2 separate regions of the Zea mays genome follow, and region 1 is linked to region 2. The links are chromatin contacts, called in public Hi-C maps. All regions are on one chromosome and are shown on one strand. Each heading gives the region's core, a stretch centred on a gene start, on an enhancer-like site or on the middle of the called end of the contact. The rest is flanking DNA. Distances are from core to core; before and after follow the strand shown. Region 1 holds the start of LOC100194040 (ribosomal protein L10 homolog). Region 2 holds the start of LOC100381591.

What was found. A called contact is a pair of places that touch in the nucleus more often than the background predicts.
Region 1: a Hi-C map of tassel shows a contact between it and region 2, with 2.1 times the contacts expected there. The contact joins the promoter of LOC100194040 here to the promoter of LOC100381591 in region 2. A contact is called at or near these places in 2 of 25 Hi-C or Micro-C datasets (ear and tassel).

What each region holds. Positions count from the first base shown.
Region 1 is chr3:235,326,952-235,331,853 of Zm-B73-REFERENCE-NAM-5.0, reverse strand. LOC100194040 (ribosomal protein L10 homolog) reads left to right here and starts at 1,360. Exons shown (of 8, transcript NM_001359379.1): 1 at 1,360-1,451; 2 at 1,680-1,848; 3 at 1,974-2,064; 4 at 2,152-2,210; 5 at 2,301-2,361; 6 at 2,633-2,723; 7 at 2,803-2,879; 8 at 3,066-3,485. The coding sequence starts at 1,424. The coding sequence ends at 3,185. It overlaps TRNAI-AAU (transfer RNA isoleucine (anticodon AAU)), which reads right to left and starts at 789; the gene lies at 716-789.
Region 2 is chr3:234,961,656-234,966,878 of Zm-B73-REFERENCE-NAM-5.0, reverse strand. LOC100381591 reads right to left here and starts at 1,577. Exons shown (of 14, transcript XM_008674846.4): 1 at 1,192-1,577; 2 at 653-752; 3 at 425-552; 4 at 34-214. The coding sequence starts at 1,193. It overlaps LOC100274116, which reads right to left. Exons shown (of 8, transcript NM_001360535.1): 3 at 5,128-5,216; 4 at 4,913-5,035; 5 at 3,549-3,679; 6 at 3,411-3,439; 7 at 3,165-3,324; 8 at 2,783-3,029. The coding sequence ends at 3,005.

The sequences.
Region 1 (4,902 bases), core at 111-2,610, 370 kb before region 2:
TATCCAATATTGTTGAAAACATAATTAATAAAAACACAATTAACAGTTTTATGTCCAATTTTGATCTTTTTGTTAATTGACACATTAACCTTTGTCAAGCGACTCTATGTGTGCATGCAAAGAGAAGAGTTTTAATATTTTCCCAATAGAATGGTACTGTATTTTTCTAGGAACTCTAATTAAGGACATGAACTTATTGATTGGTCTCCGTATGTCTTTATCTTTGCATTCTACAACCTCTGCAGGAAACTGGTGCACATAAACATAACTCTAGGAATTAGTGCATTTCCTCTTTCTTCAGGTAAAGTAAAAATTAGGCCACCAACAAAGACAAAGTTCTTCGTCTTATGCCCCTAGTCCATCTACCTTGCTGCAAATAGTTCCTTTCCTTGGTCGCTTCGTTTTCAGAATCAGATGATGTATTTGCTCCATTCCTTGCTGCGCTTATCATCATCGCCAGGCATGGTGAAAGAGGCGTGCTGAACTCGATGATCACCAGGCGCATGGAGACCGCAGGTATATTTTTTAGTGATCAAATATTTGTTTGTCGCTGTCGCTGGTATGCTTCTTCTGAACACATTGCAGAGTAGGCTGTGGTTTTGCTATCTTTATGCATATGCTTGGGCTGCGCTTGCAGCTGTGGTGCCCATGAGGATCGTTGTGGAGAACCAAAGAAAAAAAAACAAAAAAAAAAAACAAAAAACATTCTAAAATTTGGCCCATGCAGGTCTCGAACCTGCGACCTTCGCGTTATTAGCACGATGCTCTAACCAACTGAGCTAATAGGCCATATATGTTAACTTATACTTAAGGTATGTTTAGAATCATATAGATTCTATGAAACCACATTATAAAAACTAAGTGGTTCTTAACATACCAATTTATACATTAATCTATAAAAACTGGGATTCCTGTTTTCTAAAAAACCAAGAAGCTATCTTGTCCTATCTAAAAACAGTTTTCCCATTCTTATCATTATTGATTTCACAAAATTTACATCTATTATCACCACTTTTAAAATAGAGTAAATATAGACTAGCCATCGTGTATCAAATAACTAAAAACTAATTTCTTAAAAACCAGGTTCCAAACACCCTTATACAGTTTTTTAATAAACCGGTTTATAGAAAATTTGAGATAGAAACAGTTTTTTTTTTAAAAAAAACTAGGTTTCTTCCTAACATGACTTTAGATAGTATTAGTTCATTTATTATATCCTGGATGAACAAGTGGGCTCTGCAAGTTAATGGGCCTGCTAGTCCAACAGACATTAGCCTCTCCATCGTATCCTTCCGCGATAAAAACTATACACCTAAACATAGCGCCGGCAGTGGCACCGAGCACGAGACGAACAGACCTCTAAAACCTAGCAGAGGCCCGCGCCGCCGCCGCCAACCGCGACGAGGAAGGAAGCAGGAACGCGATGCCGAAGTCGAAGCGCAACCGCCCAGGTGATCATCAATCGTTTCAAGCTCCTCCTCTCCCTTCTGCACCTTCGTAGAGCTCTCTCGCTTATTTCCTGTTTGTAGTATCGAAGCGTTTTCCTGTACAAATTTGTGCCTTCTAAAATTTGTTTGCTAGTCTGGAAGTAAAAAACAAATCTCTCTCAAGCAACAACACTTCTTAGCTTGCACAGTGGCCTCGCTGCTGTAAATTATGCTAATGCGCGCCGAACGCAGTGACCTTATCGAAGACCAAGAAGAAGCCAGGTTTAGAGCGCAAGGGCAAAGTAGTCGCCGAGATAAAAGATGCTGTCGACAAATACAGCAGCGCCTATGTTTTTACCTACGATAACATGAGGAATCAGAAGCTCAAGGACCTCAGGGAGCAGCTCAAGTCTTCGAGCAGGTACGGCGCCCACATTGCATGCTGTTGATTCTGTCTCCGAACGCTGCAGTGGAGTGGACCGGATCTAATTCCGCTTCTGCTTTGGTCATCCATCTTACCCTTCCATGCAATATGTTCTGTTCCAGGATTTTTCTCGCTGGAAAGAAGGTTATGCAGATAGCGCTGGGGCGTTCGCCTGCTGATGAAGCTAAAACAGGCCTCCACAAACTTTCCAAGGTGAGACCTGTTCCTTTTCAGAATTTAGTAGGCACTGCATTCCCCATTAATATGACGTTTTGATGAAAGTAACTTCGCCGTGTTTAGTTCCTTCAAGGCAACTCTGGTCTGTTATTCACCAATCTTCCAAGGGATGATGTTGAGAGGTAGTATCCGGATGTCATCACCATTACTTACATTTCTTGTTGTAGCTTTATATGAAGATTTTGATATGCTCGTATATATCATACTGGCAGGATGTTTCGAGAATTCGAGGAGCATGATTTTGCAAGGACAGGAAGTACTGCTATCGATACGGTATTCTAGTTTTGCTTTTCATGTATATCCCTGGTCTGGTTTCTTCAAATAGACTGGCTAGGAAAACCATGTTCTGCTGACCAATGTCAAGTTTAGGCTCTTGGTGTTAATGTATTACCAGTATATACTGATACTATCACGCACACAGTGGTAACAGTACTTTGACAATGGCACTTATTTGTAGTAGCTCTGTAGTGCCATTTTCGGTTTCTTGTATAATGAGTTTCACCAAATTTACAACATTTTACAAACAACATCTACAATTCCTCAGGTTGAGCTTAAGGAAGGCCCTCTGGAACAGTTCACACATGAGATGGAGCCATTTCTACGCAAGCAAGGACTTCCAGTTCGCTTGAACAAAGGTTTGCAGTCTCGTCTGCATTACATATGTGCTTAGAATCTGCCAAGTTGTCGTTAAAAAGTCTACCATTGTTGTTGCAGGTGTTGTAGAGTTGGTTGCAGACCATGTAGTTTGTGAGGAAGGAAAGCCCCTTTCGCCAGAAGCAGCGCAGACTCTGGTACAGTATTACTGTGTGATGGCTGTTATATGTTTGATTTTGAAGATATGCCATAATTCATTATGTAACTTATGATTAATCTAAAGTTAGGCTCTATTGTGCTCAGTTTACGTGAAAATCGACACCTACTCATTTTATCCTTTTCTATTCCATTGTATTGAGTATCCTTCGATCTCTCTCTTGCAGCGGCTGCTTGGGATACAAATGGCGACATTCCGTCTATACCTTGTGTGTCGCTGGTCGGGCGATGACTTTGAAGTTTACAAAGAAGGCTTGATGCACCTAGGAGCTGATGAATCCTCTTAAGCTTTTGTTTCCTGTATACACAAAGGGCTCACTTGCTGTCTTTGCTGGGACAGCTTTTGGTAACTGTGCGTGTGGCCATGTACCAGGGAGTATTGGAAGTTAGAAAGATACAATCTGCAGGAAAAAAATGCTAGTGTATTTCTTCATTCTGCCCCATATTTACTCAACTGTTGAAAGGTGTAAGCTGATTTGAATATCGTATCAGCATTAGTTAAGAGGTTGATTGATATCATATTCTTGTAATGATAGAATATTCTATTGGAAACCATAACCCTAACTAGAGTTTTGGGGTTCCCTATTAATAGGGAGAAAACAAATATAGGTTGGGCCAAGCCCATTATAGGTGTAGCACACACATCTAACACCCCTTAGCCGCAACTCCAAGGATTACATATGTTGAGTCTAGATCGAAACATCGAGAACATAGTGGATGGAATGGGATGGGAGTCCTTTGGTGAAGGTGTTGGTAAACTGTGAAGTGGTCGGTACGTAGAGGACATGAACATCGTTGATAGTGAACGCTCACAGATGAAGTGGAGGTTGATCTCCATGAACATCGTTGATAGTGAACGCTCACAGATGAAGTGGAGGTTGATCTCCATGTGCTAGTATTATATGAGATTGGTGGAGAGGTGGACTGTGCTAACGTTGCCATAGTAGACGAGTGTGGTGCGCACGAGAGGGCTCCTGGAGTAGTTAACGGAGCCACGACTCCTCAACCATGTTGTTGCCCATAGTGTCATCCTCGGACTCAACGCTGGAGCGGGAGATGATTGGCTGCCGCTTTGAGGACTAGAAGACGAGGTTGGCACCCAGAAACACGGCGTAGCTAGAGATGGACCGTTGCATGTTGGGACAGCCAGCCTAATCAGTGTCGGTGTAGACCACCAGCTCAGAAGTTGGAGTGATGAAAAAGGCTATAGTCGAGGGTTTCATGGAGTAGCGAAGAATCCACTTGACAGCGGTAAGGTGGGTCTCCCACGGTGTGTTCATATGAAGACACACCTACTGGACCACGTAGGCGATGTCAGGCTACGTAAAGGTGAGGTATTGTAGGGCCACGACAAGGCTTCGGTAGGTCGCCACGTCATCGACAGGGGCATCGTCATCGTCGTCGGAGACCATGACCTGAGTGTCAATAGGCATGGAGCAAGACTTGCAGTTGCACATGCCAGTCCGCTCCAATATGTCGATAGCATACTGGCGCTGGTGAAGAAAGAGGTCATAGGGATGGCGTTCCACGGTTGTCCTAAGGAAGTAGTGGCGAAGGCTCAAGTCCTTCATCGTGAGCTCGCATTGTAGGATGGCGACCGTGCGCGGGAGGAGAGCGGCACTGGATGCAGTAGCACGATGTCGTAGACATAGAGGAGGAGGTAGACGGTTTTGTCGTTGTGCCATGGATGAACACGGGTGTTCGACTTGGCCTTGACGAAACCAGGGAGAAAAGTAGGAGGCGAAGCGACTGTACCAGGCTTGTGACGCTTGCTTAAGACCATACAAAGAGCGATTAAGCTTACACACCATACCTAGACAAGTGGAGTCGACAAAGTTGGTAGGCTGGATGCAGTACATCATCTCAATGAGAGTATCGTGAAGGAAGACATTCTTGACATCCAGATGGTGGACCGTCTAGTCTCGAAAGGGGGCGAGATAGAGGATGGTCCGAACGGTGGTGGGCATGATGACGATCTCCGAGACGCTGAGTAAAGTTTCGAAG
Region 2 (5,223 bases), core at 328-2,827:
ACACAACTTGATCAAATTTGGATGTGAACTCACGCTCTCATTGCATAAATGTGCAGGTAGCCCAATTATATACACCAGATTTCTCTGGATAACCCTGACACTAGCCAGATGCTTCTTAGATTCTACAGTTGATGTTGCTGCTGCTGAAGGTGCTGCCTTTGGCTTAACCTTTTGGGTCCTGTGCTTCTTCTCTGCATTTTTCTCTGCCACTGTCCTGCTTCCATCATCAGTGTAAAGTTAAGTTTGAGATACCTAGTGGCAAGGTCAACTTCAACAGATGGGACCAGTTAACTGAGACAGAAATAAAGGCTGAGAAGACCTACCTATTCTTATATGATATGTAAAAGGGTAATCAATTGCAAATGTTGTAGTATGCTGAAGTAAAACACAAATTGATTGGCAAAAGAGAAGCATTGTGATGGACCTGTCACAAGTGGCAGCCATCTTGACGATCCTGTCCTTGTCATAGCATGTGCGGCATGCAGGGCAGCGGCCCACTGTTTCCTCCTTCTCAGCCATGTCTATGATGTGGTGCCAGCACCAAACACAAATCTGCAGAGTTATGGCAGTTATTGTTAGATGATGGCACAAAGTGCATGCAAGGCAGGCTGCAATATGATTGATAGGATAGGAAGAAGATCAGTAGACATACATCATAACCGCATTTGCATGGCTTGAGCTGCTGGTCAGTGATGTCCATCTCCTCGGCACAGAGCGGGCAGGTGCGGTCACCATCGTCGCTCATGGTCGTCCTGGTGGATTGCAAGTCAGCCAGCGTGAGGAGAAACAACCACCAAGTCCCAAGTATTATGCACGCAGAACAATAAGAAGACGACCTAGACTCGAACAGGTAAGGCATCAATCAACAAATCCTTGAGGTACAGTGTCAGGAACTTGAGATGCCAAATATTCGAGCACACAGCACAGGAAGGATAGACTGTTCGAACCTTGTCCGATTCTAACAAATCAGCCATCCAACTTTAAATCTATCGGCAGAAAAAAACATATGACAGTCCTAAATACCACCGGTTGTTCTCTGCTACGGGGATACGCGCACGGGTCTGATATTATTAATAACAGCAATAATTACAGAAAAAAGAGGGAGAGGGCAGTGCAGCGAAATTCCCATGAGATTGTAGTGAATCGAGCCGAAAAGGGGAAGGTGGAGTAGCGGGAAGGAGAGAAACTCACATTGGAGGGCGGTCCGGGGGTCTCCGATTTCGCGATTCGCAGGAGCGGCAGGGAGAGGAAGGAGTGGGCGGTTGAGACGACGACGGCGGCGGCGGGATAAAGCAGGAGGGCAAGCGGAATCAAGGTCCGATGGCTTGACCCCGACCTGTTCGGCTGTTCCTTGTGGTTGGGGCGCTGGAAAGGGAGGGGGACGATGCGTTGTGCCTGTGCCTGTGCCTGTCGGGTGTAGAAGAGGGAGAGGAGGAAGAAGGGAGAGACGGGTGCGCCTGCGACCTGCGTGGTGGGAATTTGGGATTTTCTGTGCTCTTCCTTGTGGTGTGCCGCACCAAACTCATCCATACTTTTCTTTTGCGCTGATTAAGACTGATTCAAACATATCTCTATCTTATCTACCTCATCTCAATCTGAATCTCAACATAATATCCCTTCGTCCTAAAATATAGTTCTTTCTAGCTCTTTTTCTTCCACCTTAAATGTATACATAGATGCAAACTAGATTCATAAGTTAATTAATAAATATATGTTTAGTCTAAAACAAATTATATTTTAGAACCGATAGAGTATTAAAAAGGAAAAGGTTCCTTCCAACTCAGATTTTTTCTATTTCATAAACTCTTTCTTTATCTTGCCTTCTTACTTTCTAAAAATCTATAATCGCCTTCTCTATACCTTATACTCTCTCTGTCCCAAATTTAAAATTCGTTTTAGATAATTAATAAGTTTATACAATATTTGATATATGTGTTTTATATATGTCTAGATTTATTATCGTCTATTTATATAGACATAAAAATTAAGAGCTAAAACAAATACTATTTTAGGATGCGGAGAGTATATAACTTAGATTCATAATCATGCATGACATGTTTTACATCGTTATTATTTTAAAACAACAATCTTTTTTTTTTGTGCTACATCCAAGAGGTCTTAACTTTTTCTAGTGTCAATGGACCATAAAAATGCACATGTAAAATTGCATTGGTTCTAGGTTAGAAAGAAGAAAAGTGGTGGGGTATGTATTGGGGAGGAATAGAGGTTGGATTTAGCCTATGGCTAGGTAGAGGCATCAATTTAGCAAGGCTCTCTCCTTGTATTTTGATGTTAGGAAAGAAGGTGCATAGGGTTATTGTTTGTGATGATAGTAGTGGTTGTGGACACATCCATAGGCAGTGGCAGATTGACGCATGATGGGTCAATGGGTGGAGCCTATAACATGGGATGGTGAAAAAGGCATGGTAAGAGAAATATTTTCGCTTCAGATTAAAAAGCAGTTGTTTGGACTGCTACAGTTATAATCTATAGAGACAACGTTGTAGAAACAGTAGAAAACCCATATGGATTAAAGCCAGTCCTACTTGATCATGGGAGGAGTGGGAGGATGTATACTTGCATAGATTAGGGGCTTTCTTGATTTTGAGGGGTTAAGTAGAGGCCTTACTTGATCATCTATTTTTCTAGTCAAAAAATAAGGTGGGTTTAAGGCAGTTTTAGTAAAGTTTCAGGAGCATTAAATAAGCTACTAAACAAATATACACACATGATGAAGCGAGTGATGATTAAATAATGTTCTACGGGAATAAAATGAGCTTTATGACGATGAAACTAGTCCACGCAGTTCCAACATGAGAGCTTTGAAAATTGCAACATGAAACTAACACTAAAGTTGTTTTGTTCGTTACAAGACAAACACGCATAACCAGTTTACCACTTCTCTAAGATAGCAGCAATCCAAGCATCGTATCACTGCAAATGATTGGCATACAAATTACATGATACAGGGTCAAGTCAAGCAACCAGCTCCAAAGCCTTGTTGTTACTCGGCGCCATCCCCTGAATGCCTGCAAATTGAAGGCACACACCATACACGCATTCCATCACATGGTGTTTCCCGGCCAAAATAAAAGGCAATCACATTGGACACGTACACATTATTATGAGGGAGGGGCGATTAATCAAACGATGGCCCCACCTACCTCCAAGATGTTGGCAGATTCCGAGATTTGCGGTCTAGCTGAACACTTTCTAGAGCAGTCGATGCCCGTAGCACCTCTTCAGATATATCATCGGTGGTATCGTATCTCCAGTTGTACTCATCTTTCCTTGTGTTGGAAGCTGAAGATCCCCCTCTGCGATCTGAAAGTACGCACGTAGCAATTGTTTCAGAATTTGGAACAACACAGCTACATATCATAAACTGAAACAATCAACGGTGCACAAACCTGATGCCTGCTGCGACGAAGAGATTGGCCTGGCAATTTCAAAGTAATATGTCACACTCGCATCTAAATATATGATGGCCAAAAACAAATACATGCACATAACTACAATGGCACAACAGTATGGCATCATATGCTTACCTCCCCATAGGAGGCAGGTTCCCAGCTGACGATAATGGTGCCCTCCTCATGCTCCGATGTTCAACATTTAGTGATGGATCAGATTCTGAACTCATCATCCTCCTGCCGCCCATCCTTGTTTGAGACAAATTCTGACCAAAACAACACAATTAGATGACCAAAGCATGCTGAAGAAAACCAAAAAATTTAAGCTAGAGCATGTTGACTATATTTGGAGGTTAATAATAAAAGATGTTATTAATGAAGTATAATAGGAAAAAGCAACTTTACTTGCTCGAGGACAGTGAAAGTCAAGCTGGAAAAAAACAAGTTTTGTGTGTGCAGTGAACTAAGGTCCTGTTTGTTTCCTTCCAGGATTATATAATCTAACTTATGGTCATGGATTATATAAGCACCTAATGACCTGCCTATGGATTATATAAGCACCTAATGACCTGCCTATGGATTATCATAATCTAGGTATGTAGATTATATAATCCACCTAATAATTTGTGTTGTTTGTTTGTCTCTTATTTAAGCTGCATTATATAATCTAGAGGGTAAACAAACAGGGCCTAAAGGTCATAGGCAGAAAGCAGCATAAATGCAGCTCATACCCCAAGCATCACAGACCATCAAAAGGAGGCCTTGAGTACAGGCCTTCCATCAATAAGTTGAGATTGAAAAATCACATGTAAGCAGATCTCAGTACAATGATAATGATGATGCATTGTAAATATAAATCACATGCATGCAGTGTATCCATTCTTGAAAAGAGCATATCAATGTATATCCATTCTTGTTATTCCAAGAATCATTATCTACATTGCCAAAATGTTTCAGCTTTTAGAAAAATTACAAATTGTGAAGATGTGCTTGATCTTGATAAACCTATCTCCTTAATCTTCCAGAATAACAACACCTACTTTTTGTTCTAAGGTAACGCCTTGATGCGTATTGTAGTTTTGGCAGACAATCCAATTTTTGGACAGTTTGATTAAGCAAGACACCAATAATATGAAGGATTATTGCTCCAGCTCAATATAGTAATATACTATCTTTTCTGCATACAAAACATAACGCGTCAGAGGATCCATACTAGTTGCAGAGTTCCCATAAGGCTAATACCTGGCTATAGCAGGCTAAAACAGGGTAAGATGAATGGGGGTACAAATGGTGTAGTGCCTAAAACAGCTAGAACTGACTATAGTGGCAGCTATAGCTAGAGATTTGTTACCTTAATCCATACAGGACTACACAGTTTTCTAGGGACAAAAGAATTGGGCACACTACACCAGAAACTTTCCCCTTTTTTCTTTATTGGGAAACATAAAGAAACAAAAGGATGATTTTTGCTTCTGTTAATGATCATGCAAGAGATAAACCTCATATTTCAGATAACCTTCGAGAACATCTAAAAGCATTGGACCACTTTCAGCACTCCTGCTCCCTTCAGCTCCACTTTTGTTAGAGAAGTCTTTCAGTTCATTCTTCCAGAAGTCCTTGGGCTGATTTACAAACAGACAGGGAGACATTAATGGATGTTGATTTCCAAAATGCAAAAACGAAATATTAGGAATGGTCACCAGTTATCACTTACCAGGTTACACTCTGGCAAGTAAACTTTCATTGTGTGACTTAGTTGCGCCCACTCCAAGTATTCGCATACAAGTGCAGTTAGTAACCTACCTGCAAG